2 separate regions of the Mus musculus genome follow, and region 2 is linked to region 1. The links are chromatin contacts, called in public Hi-C maps. All regions are on one chromosome and are shown on one strand. The core of a region is the stretch at or near the end of the contact, and the rest is flanking DNA. Distances in the headings are between cores, read along the strand shown.

Region 1 (5,619 bases), core at 484-2,983:
CCATTAATCTTTTGATCATAGTCTCTCTCTCTCTCTCTCGGTCTCAATTTTCACCTCTCCAAGAGGAAGAAGACACTGGAAACAACAACTGAGATAATGCATCACATTTACTGAACAACTTGAACTATATTAATAAATTAATAACTTAATCGGCTTATTGATGTTATTCAGTGCCTAAAAGAGACTGTAAGCAACTGAGTGGGGAAAAGGCAGGTGAATGGCGAAGACTGGGCTGTCTGTATCCATCTGACTGTCCAAAACTTTTCTGTTCTTGCCCAAGCCAGACCTTTGAGACCAGATCTGTGAGACACCTTTCTCCGGTGTCAACTGTTTCCCTGGATGGACATCTTCTCTGAAAAACTCCTTTAGCATATGAGCAAACCTCCCAAAAGGGAAGCAACTGAGTGAAATCCTGAGTTGGACAAGGTGTTTGTGAAGGATATCTTTTAATTTACTTCAGTGACTATAGATGGCACACCCCGTGTACCACTGTTGTAAAGTCCCTACGCTGTTCCACCTGTCTGGATAATAATTTGCAATTGTTTATATTTGCCCTATGAGATTGTCATTCATGCACTGTAGCTCCTGACCAGCAGGTTCTATATGACATATAGCTGAATGGTCAAACATATCATTACTTCTCACTAAATAAACAGGGCTTGAAATTCTTGCTCATTGGCATTGAGGACATTGATAACTTTCCTGTAAGCCTAGCAAGTATAGATTCTACTTCCACAAGCAGCTGGTTGCAAAGGATCTGCATGTGGTTCCTGGGTCGCATTCCCAACATCTAATCTTGAGCCTGTACTTTCAGTGTAGGTATGACTCTGAAGCCCTATATAGAATCTTAGCTTTGGTAGCCTAACCCTAATCACTAATGTAAATAGAAGAGATGCTCTGACTCTCTGAACAGTGGGTGGAAGTCTATGATTTGCTCTCTGAGCCCAGGAGGCAGGTTCACACATACTGAGCCATGTGGCTCACAGACCAGTCTGACCTTTACAGAGTTGAACCAGTAGAAGGCCGACTCTCAGGATACGTTGCCCTGACCCTAGAGATGTCTTCTGCAGTGCAAAGACAACACTGAGAGTCTGCTACCTCCATCAGTCAGGGCAGCCCCTCTGTTCATACCATGTCTTACTTGTCCAGTTGGCCTCCTGGTTCCAGACTCACCCTGATCTTGCCCATCTACCCACCTCCTTCCTACTCCTAGAGATCCCTTTGGAACACAAATGAGATCACATCCACCCCTCTTTGAAAATATTCCAAGACTCGGTATCTATTATTTTTTCTGAATTCTGGCAACACTGAAACATTTGGGAAATTCCACGTTTTTAAAATGTGGATCCCTAACATTTCCGGTAAAAAGAAAAGGACAACTTAGCCACTCCAATCCTGAATGTCCACTAAATGGCATTAGGGATCAGTCACCCCTAAAATGGGCACAGGTCCTGCTGTGCGTTGCCTAGAAAGAAAGAAGGTACCCCTGGGGGTCTCTTTTTGTTAGAGAGACAGATATCTGGAGTAACTGCTGCTGCCTGTGGAGGAGTTTCGGATTTAAGGAGACAAAGTGGGGCAGGCGGGGTAGCCAGTATGTTCTCCTCTGTGCCGGACCTAACTAGAAGAAGGACGGCTTGGAGTGCCAACGCTGGACCCACTGAGACCCACCCTCTGCTTCCTTCATTTTCAAGCAAGAGCTTTCTGCTGCTTTCCAGGAATGCCCATGGCCTGAGGCTAGTGCTCAAGAGACTTACTCCCAGCCCACCCCATTCCTGAGGCTCCACCCCTTGCTCTTACCTCTCCTGCCCCACCCCCACCTCCTCTGTGGCAGCTGCACCCCTCCCTTTATTTCCATCCCACTCTTCCTATCAAAGCCCTAACAGCACATATTTTGTTAATTGTACAAACCTAATGGGGGAATGCATTGGCAAAAAAGGGTAATGGCCATCAGACCAGCAATAAAACAAAATTAATGGCCCATAGGAAGAAATCATGTCCACTTAATCCCAGCTCTGAAACTCTAATAGAATAATGGAATACCAACGGAGGGTTTTTTCTCTCTATGCAGATTGCTTACACCATGTTAATCACTTGCAAAGCAGGCCACATACCACTCTGGCTCACATGACCCTCCAGGGAAAGTAGCAGACCAGAAACATTCAGTGCTAGGCTCATTACTGACATGCACCACCGCAGTAACACCTTCCCTCCCTTCCCCAGGTGACTCAGGACAGCTAGAGTGAGGGCCTTCAGGTGTGGTGGGCTGGAAAGCAAGACACAGAATGCCTAATAATAGCAGGCATTTATTGAGTGCTTACTATGTGCCAGACACTGGCTAGTTGAGTACTTTCTGTCTACTGGATTTCTGCGGATCTCATCCGCATTCTCTATAGCCACATGGTGCTATGAGGTAGACACTGGACATCTCTTTACACTTAAATGCTAATAAACTAAAACTCACAATGCCAAATTCTCTGGTCTCAATCAGCTTCATGTCAAGTGTGGAATAGCCACAAGTGGGATCAACTCACGTCTACTATGAATGACAAAACCCATGCACACAAAGGTTATGTGGTTTGGCCAAGGTCAAATAATGACGTGACCAACTTCAGGACTAGAATCCAGTGACAATTTCAGTGGTCATAGAGGGGGTTGGAGCCACATCCAGGCTCATGTATGATCCCTTTAGCTATAATAGCCAAAAGTGGAAGCAACCCAGTGTCCACTGACAAAATGATAGATAAAACAAAATCTGGCTGCAACAGTTTGGATTTGAAAAGTGCCTCCCAAAGCCCCTGTGTTAAAGACTCTGTTAATCCCAGAGATGGGAAAAGAAAGACCACTGAACCAAATCATCATGGCCAAATTAATTAAAGCAAGCAATTAATTAAAGCAAGTTTTTTATTTGTGTACATGGGCTGCCAACCCCTAAGATAGGGTTCAAGAGCTCAGCCTTGAATAGGAGAAAGACACTGTTTTTATAGCTCAGGAGTGGGTGCAGGGTTCCAAATGGGGGACTTGGCCAACCAAGCAGGTAGGGTTACAAGAGCAGAACTTACACATAACAAGTTAGTCCCTCCTGACACAAAGACATGGCCATAGGGTGGGTATAACAAGGTAGTCAATAGTTACTCAAAACAAGGTAGTCATAGGTGGGTGTACCGGCTAGTTTTGTGTCAACTTAACACAGGCTGGAGTTATCATAGAGAAAGGAGTTTCAGTTGGGGAAATGCCTCCATGAGATCCAGCTGTAAGGCATTTTCTCAATTAGTATCAAGGGGGGAGGTCCTCTTGTGGGTGGTGCCATCTCTAAGCCCAGGAGTCAAAAACAACTGTTACCTCTTTACTAGGATTCTTTTCTCCAGTACTTTGTCAAGGCAACTGATGGCTGACTTAACACGGGTAGATACACATAACAGTGAAAAAGATACATGCTATAACATGGGTGAACCTTGAGGACATTGTGCTAAGTGAAATAAGCCAGCAGGAAAAGGGAAAATACCCTTTGATTCTACTCATAGGTGATATGGGGAGCAGTCCAATCCACAGAGTCAGAAAGCAGAATGATGGTTGCCAAAGGCTGAGAGTTGCAAGTTTTAGTTTTACAGGATGAAAAGAGTTCTATGAATGAATGGTGGTGAAGGCCGCACAACTACGTGGATGATAGTGATGCTACTGAATGTTCAGTGCTCTTCAAAATAGTTTTACCTTACACACTCATTATACACACACCACCACCACCATCACCATGAACACCCTCTAATTTCTATCAGGAGAAAGAAAACACACAGTAGCTTTAAAAAGTAGACAGGGGAGGTCCTCTGAAGTCCAAAGACAAGACAAGAGGAGCCAAGGATTGTTGGCAGAGATTCCAGAGAACCCCAAGTCCCCGAAGCCACAGAGGAAGGACTGCAAGAAAGGATGTGAGGACTGCTTCCTCCCAAGTGCAAAAAACTGTCAAAGCTGTGGGTCAACCTGGAAAGCTGAGTTATTTGGTAGCACCTAAACCAACATGACGCTAAAGGGATAGGAAATGATTTATGAAATTATTTGGGGCTTGAAAACAAAGGAGAAGGACTGCCTAGGGTGGGGAGAGGGGAAAACCAACCTTCTAGTCAGAAATGAGAGACAGTCTAAGAATGCATCTACAGCAATAAATGATGTGCAGGAAGTCTAAAGAGAGAAGGGAATGGGATGCAAAGAAAAGATGAGGGGGTTAGAACTCTTAACCTCTCAATACCCTGTGGTGCTGAGCAGCTTGGTGTGTGGAAGGGTTAGACAATACAAAGAATGGCCTTAGTCACCTTAGTTCTAGGACCCTGAATTCAAACTCTCTGAGCCTCAATTTCTTCATCTCTTGGACCAAGTGGCTGGACTTGAACAAGAGCAGCCTTTAAGTTTCCGGTGCCTGCAAGCCTCTTAGATTTTTATCTAGATAGGTGTGTGTGTATTATTCTGGGAACGTGTTATAAATTGTAGCAAGATTTTGAGGTTGTCCACATTTGCAGAGTTCTAAGTCAGAAGGAAAGATTTCCACTACCTGTATATTTAGTCAAAAAGTTCTAAGATTCCAAGAAACTTTGGACAAAGTATCAATAAATCTATCGGCCTCAACTCAAATGTTTATGCTTGCCTTGGCTGTAAGAGACACTGTGAAAATGCAACAATGATATTCTGATACATTTTGAAAAGTTAAAACACTGTCTTTGGTGCAAGTAAATATTCTTGCTGGAGCACTGTTTGGCTACAAGCAAGAGAAACTGTGAACCAGCACGGAGGGGGAGGGAAGAAATTGCTTCTGCTTTGGGGAACAAAGCCATGTGACACAGGAGAAAGGTCAGCTGCAGGATGACCCTGGACATTCCTCATTTGGTTAGAAGTGAAGAGGCCCCAAAGTCCCCTTTGGAGAGGGGTCTGGCTCCAAAGGAAAAGTAAATACAGCCTACCCAGGAGGCTCAGCCCCGGGCAGAACAAATGCATGTCTTTGTGCTAACAAGTCCCCACTGGCATCTGGCTTTACTTTGCATAGGATTCTCAGCCGCGTGACAAGAGAAAGTGACAATCTGAGGATTCATCAAGGGAAGCAGAGCAGGCAAAATACAGCATTTTGCCACCAACAGAGCAATAAGGCCTAACCCAGGGTCATGAGGGCAGCGGGAGCATCTGCAGCAAGGGTCAGCGCCTGCCAGCCTAGAAGTCAGTCACAGCAAAAGAAAAGCTGGATTTTAGAGCTGGCTCAAAGTAGGAGCCAAAGTTAGGACAGAGCATGGCTGGAAGTGGTAGTGTTAAGTCTTTAAGGTCAGCACTTTGGAGGCAGGAGGATTGCCACAAGTTCTAGGCCAGCTTTGACCACATCATGAAACCCTGCCTCAAAAACTCTAACCAACCAATAAACAAAAACAAAACAAAAACTCCCCTATCTGCTCCACATTTAAGACAGGGGTTAGGGGGCAGGATTTATTTAGGGAATCTCAGATGGGAAGCCACATCAGGAATTCATTCATGTATATAATATGTTTTGAATGTCAGCCCTTTTGCTGGGTTGAGATCAACGATGGATGTCAAAGCCAGTTCTCTGACCTGCAGGAACCTATACGTTAGTAGACATGTTCTCAGTCC
Region 2 (5,390 bases), core at 976-3,475, 57 kb after region 1:
CATTTGAATTCCAGAAAGCCAACAGCCTGGAGAAGTCCCAAGATAACATATGTGAGGGTAAGGAAACCCCGAACTTCCTCCTCCCTCTAGGATAGAACCTTGCCGGTATGGGCCGGCCTGTGCGCTCTTCGACATTGCCCTGGACGAAGCAAGCATCGCTTGCAGATAAACAGGCGGCAGATCCGATGAGGACTCCGGAGTTCGGGAATGTCTTTCCTTTGGCGGCAGCCACGATTCCTTAAGCCCCAGTAGCACCTCTCTACTAGTGGCCCCCTTGCCTGCGTCGCCTACCACTGTCCCGGCGGGCCACCAGCAACCACCCCGCCACGCTGAGGCCACAGACCGCAAGTGACTCCCAGAGCCTGCTGACTCTGCAGGGCCAGCTCCTTGGCTCCACTCGGACCCGGATGATGCTACCCGGTCACTTCGTACTGAATCACTATTTTTGTGTACCTTCCAGAGTCTTTCTCCTAGGTTTCAGCCCTGTGCACCCAGATCCTCTCATCCGCAAGATTCGCTTTAGGGGGAGAAGCAGCAGACGTTCGGGGCTCGCTCACCACGGCTGGAATCAACTACTTTTCTTGCCTACATAAAAGCTTTTCCTCCCACACGCTGTAAGAACCTGGACGCGCAATTCTTCCTACATTTCAATATCCTGATCCCGAGTGTCAGTTCTAAAACAACGTCACCGGCTCCGGAGTCAAGCCTCGGAGGTAATCGGGGCCCCGGCGCCTAACTCCAGCCCTCTGTCTTTGCCGGCATGTAAACTACACAGCGGCCCATCTGTCCCTATTCTGAAAACAGCTTGATTCCTGCAACCCAAACTCTAGCCTGCTCCAAAACCCAGCCCTCCTTTAAGGGGCTGATCCGCATCCCCCTCCCACTCCCAACCCGCGTCTTCCGACCGCGCGGGAACCCTGGCTGCCCTGTGAAGGACTCTCCAGACAGCGCGGCCCACTGCGCTCGTTTCTTCCTTGGCTTTGGAAGCCAGCCTAACCCGAAAGAAACAGAAACTTCGCGCGGCACATTCAGGACCCTGCCCCATCCCCATCGGCTTTCTTCTCGGGACGCTTTCCGTGCCCACCTCCCCCCCTTTTACGAATTTATCTTCTAGCTCTTCGCCAAGGACCCCTAATCCTCCCCTCCCCGCCCAAAAGACCCAACAATACGTAGAGAGCCAGTGACCCTACAAATTCTCCTCCTACTCCTAGTTAGAGTCCCTGAGCGTCGCCCCTCGGGTTCTGGTTTCTCTGACTAACACCTCCCCCCCCCCCATACACACACACATACATACACACACACACACACATGTTCCCCTGTCCCCACTGATCCTCCGGTAAACCTCTACTCTCCCTGCCTCCCCGGGCCGGGCAGGACGCGGCCGCCACTGCTTGACTCCAGCCACCCGGCCGCAGGCTAGGGCTGCTCCCGCTTCCAACCACTCGAAGGCAGCTCGGGGCTGGTGACACCTAGGAAGCTCCAGCCACAGGGCTCCTGGAGCCCGGGAAAGGAGAACCGAAGCCCGCCCGCAGTTCCCAGCCTCGCCCCCACCGAGCGCCTAGCCAGGAGCCGCCTGCGCAGGGACTCCGGCCGACGCGCTCGTCCCTGGGCTCGAGTCCCGGGAAGCTCCGGGTGCACGGCTTCCAGCCCGCCCGCTACAGGCTCTAGGGCCGCTGCGCTCTGAGTCCGCTGCCCAGCTGCTTGCGACCGCAAACAATGCACGCCCGGCCCTGGGCCAGAGGGGAGCGGGGCGAGGCGGCGGCAGCGAGGCGGGCACGGAGCTGCGCACCGGCCGGGTCCGGGAGCGGGTGGGCCGCGCGCTTCTCGCCGCCTCCTCGCCCAGCCTCGCCTCCCCTCGCGCGGCTTCGCTCCGCGCTCTCCCGGCGCTTCCCCAGCTTCTCTCTGCACGCTCCCGCCGTCCCTCTCTGCTCCCTGCCTCCCTCCTCCCTGCTGCCTCCCTCTCTCTCCTCCCTGCTGCCTCCCTCTCTCCCTCTCTCCTCCTTGCCCTGTCGCAATGAATAATACTCTGGCTTGGGGACTGGAATAAAACACACGCGCTCTGAGGCAGCCGCCCGCAGCAGCAGCCGCCGCCGCCGCCGCCGCCTGCAAAAGCGTCTCTGACATGGAAATGAATGACAGCTTACCTGATGCCAATCTTCATCAGACTGACACCGGCGTGACAACACAGCCTATACTTCCCAGCACTGCTCGGGACGTCAGCGGCACAGGGACCCGCCCCCCGGACTCCCTCCCCCCCCCTCCCCGCGCGCGCACACCTCCCCTCTCCCCACTCCCCCTTTCTCCCCCCCCCCCATAGCCCCCACCCACTCCTGGACCCGGCCGCTTCCCAGGCGAGGAGCTGCTAGAGTGTCTCCCTCTACTGGAGGCTCGGCTCAGACATCAGGCTCTGGCCTGCTTGCTGCTGGAGAGAGGCAGCAGGCGCCCAGACCTGGGGGTTGCCTGACAGAGGTGATGCAGTGAACCCCAGAAATGCAGGCGCACCCCTACCCGGTGTCCTCCTTAGCGATCAACTGGTGACGAGTTCCAAGACACCAGGTGCTGAAGAGATTGAGAGGAGGTGAAATTTTCTGTGTACCTCAAGAGAACCCCAAGAAAATAGGAATCTTCAAACTGGCAAGAAACGTTCTCTCCATCACACCCCCACCCCATTCCTGCCCGGCTGGCCTCATTTTTATGATTGCATTTGAATAATTCTCATTACCTTGGCCCCAGCAAAGGTGCTCAGGTGGTTAGTTATCCCTGGTCTCAAGAGCTTTTTTTTTTCCCCCTGCTGTAGGCTTCCTCTGACGCTTGGTTCATCCGAGGGTTGATGGGGTGGTTCAGGGGCAAGATAACAAGGGAAAGAGCCTTATCAGAAGCTATCCCTTGGCAAATGTCAGGCAAGTGCTTGGAAGCCACTGCTGTTTCATTCTTAAAACTGCTTAGCCAGCCAGTGTGTCCCGGAGGCTGGGCACCGTAAGGTGAGGGGAGTACTGTTTCAGCTTGGGCTTGCTGGGGTGGTCCAATCTGTTCCATACACCAAACAGGCTCCTCACCCAAGTCACTTCTACAATGAAAAGCCAAATCAAGCCAGTGCAACCATGCATGTCTCCATTTAGTCAACAAAGATGACTTTCCTACTGAGTGCCAAGTATAGGCTCAGCCACTCAGGATGCAGACTGGCTCAGCTCCTACACAGAGGACCAGAGAATCCCTTCTGCCCCCCTTGAGAAGCGGTTTCAGGCCACAGGCAGGTGACAATGAATCCTGTGACTCTCACACCAGGAAAGGAGCCTGGCTGAAGCCTAAACAAAGTCACTGAAAGTTAAGGAAAAGCTAAGAGGGAATCCAGACAGTCAGGTTCCCAGAAAAGGATCTAACCCCAGCAGAGGGAGGTTACCCTTTGCTCCATTCCAAGCCTCTGGGTCATTCCTCCCCTGCCTCGGATTCCGGCAAAAATGAGAAGTATCATTAGATCCAAAGGCTCAGAGACGTCTGCATCACATTCCAGATGTGCTCTTTATCCAGGTCCTGCCAGCAACTCCACATTCACCTGCAATGTTCCTGTGGGACGGGGAGGGGGCTTTCACCTATAGATCCACTGCTACAGATGGGGTTGAAACATCTTCCCATGGACTCCCTAAAGACTTTCACTAGGTAGAGTTATGTCACCCCAACCTCTGATCTGTGGTCAAAGACTGTGGCTCCTGACAGCATAATTGCTAGTATATATTTCACATTGTATAATAATATAATAATAATGAATCCACTTGCCCTTTTTATGTAGTACAGAAACACCAGACTCACTGACCCAGAGGCTGGAGGTCAGCCTGCCATAAAGTCGCAGAGGGAAATGCATTGCATAGACTGGGAGAGGAGCGATCCCTTTGACTCTGCCAGGGACCTCTGGAGAAGGGGTTGCTCTCCTTTGGAGGTTGCTGGCCAGTAGATTCAGATGGAGAATGGGCTGATAGTAAATACTTAGTTCATCAGAGAAGTGCCAGTGAGCATACAGACAAAAGCCATATACTACCCACTCATACTTACCACAGTCCTCATTTTCTAAAGTACAATTCCGATGTCAACTTGTTCTTTAAGACATCAGACCCATGGACATCAACGATTGACTTGTGGAGTCTTTTCAAATAGCACATTAGCCAGTAATATCCTTTACTAACTTTAAAATGCACACTAACTTTTAGTCACTACAGCTTGCTTTGTAGCTTGCAAAGGCTTTAAAAAGAAGAGATGATCTAACATGTAACCATCCTTTTTTTAAATAATGGTTGGAAAGGAATATTTGGCTTATGTCTACCACTAGAAAGTAGTGGTGAGAATAAACAGGGAGTCAGAGACCCACATTACCGCTCCCTCTTCAATTCCCTCCTTAATTCGTGTAAAGGGAGACAAACTTAATTTGTAAAGCAGTTAAAAAAAAAGCCATCCAGGACCCCAGCTGATGACCCAGCTAGTGAATAATTAATAACCATTTGTCAATATGTTAAATTCATGGGTGCCACATCTAAATCCTGGGTCTGTCCATGAAGAGATAGATTAGACTTTAAGTTTGTAGAATTGGTTCCAGGCTATAAGTAAGAATGTCTTTCTCATCTCACACACACTTGCCCTATGATTTAACAGTGCATTAGTATAACCAAGCAGGTTCCTGCAGATCCTAGCAGTCCCTAAACACACACACACACACACACACACACACACACACACACCTGCACACTGGAGTTCTTAAGATTCTCCTGGGTATTATTTTTGTTCCACCTGTTCTTATTTGTCTGTCCTTCCGATGAACAGTCCACACCAGGAAGTTCTTTGACACTCCAGATGTGTTCAGACAATGGCCCAGCTGAATCCTGCCTGTGCCATCCTATGCATTAAAATTTAGGACCTGCCTGGGGGTGGTGGGGTACAACTTTAATCCCAGGACTTGGGAGGCAGAGGCAAGCAGATCTCTAAGTTTGAGGCCAGCCTGGTCTACAGAGTGAGTTCCAGGACAGCCAGGGCTACACAGAGTAATTCTGTTTAGGAAAAAAAAATCCTCTTCCCCAAATTAGGACCTGTCTATACGCATGTGCGTAGGCTGCCATAACACAATAGACACTTATTTCTGCATCGTTTGGGAAGCCGAAAGCTCAAGATCAGAGGTGCTTTGCTTTCTGGTGAGGCTTCTCCTCCTGGCTCTCAGAGGCCACCTCTTCTCTGTGTCCTCATGCGGCCTCTCCCCTGTGCATAAGTCAGAAAGAGACAACGCTAGTGTCTCTTCCTTCCAAGAGGCCCCATTCCAATTGGATCCCAGCCCCAACTTTATGACTTCATTTAACCTTAATTACCTTATTAAAGGACCCATCTTCAAACACAGTCACATTGAGAGTTGG

Evidence for each region. A called contact is a pair of places that touch in the nucleus more often than the background predicts.
Region 2: a contact with region 1 is called in a Hi-C map of embryonic stem cells, with 2.0 times the contacts expected there. The contact joins the promoter of Pknox2 here to the enhancer-like site in region 1. A contact is called at or near these places in 3 of 39 promoter capture datasets (cranial neural crest, embryonic stem cells and liver), 15 of 484 Hi-C or Micro-C datasets (cerebral cortex, embryonic fibroblasts, embryonic stem cells and 6 more), 12 of 115 datasets of contacts at active chromatin or transcription factors (craniofacial prominence, embryonic hindbrain, embryonic limb bud and 4 more) and 3 of 9 other capture datasets (adipose tissue, liver and pancreatic islet).

The regions. Positions count from the first base shown.
Region 1 is chr9:37,088,323-37,093,941 of GRCm38.p6, forward strand. The region is part of intron 1 of Pknox2 (Pbx/knotted 1 homeobox 2); the gene reads right to left. Among named protein-coding and RNA genes, the nearest start is that of Gm34538, 54 kb to the left of the region's middle. Within about 2 kb of position 1,734, at least 12 of the 459 cell types and tissues checked have an H3K27ac peak or open chromatin away from gene starts, as enhancers often do. A contact at or near this core is called in embryonic stem cells, where this site is marked.
Region 2 is chr9:37,145,097-37,150,486 of GRCm38.p6, forward strand. Pknox2 (Pbx/knotted 1 homeobox 2) reads right to left here and starts at 2,226. Exons shown (of 13, transcript NM_001029838.2): 1 at 2,145-2,226.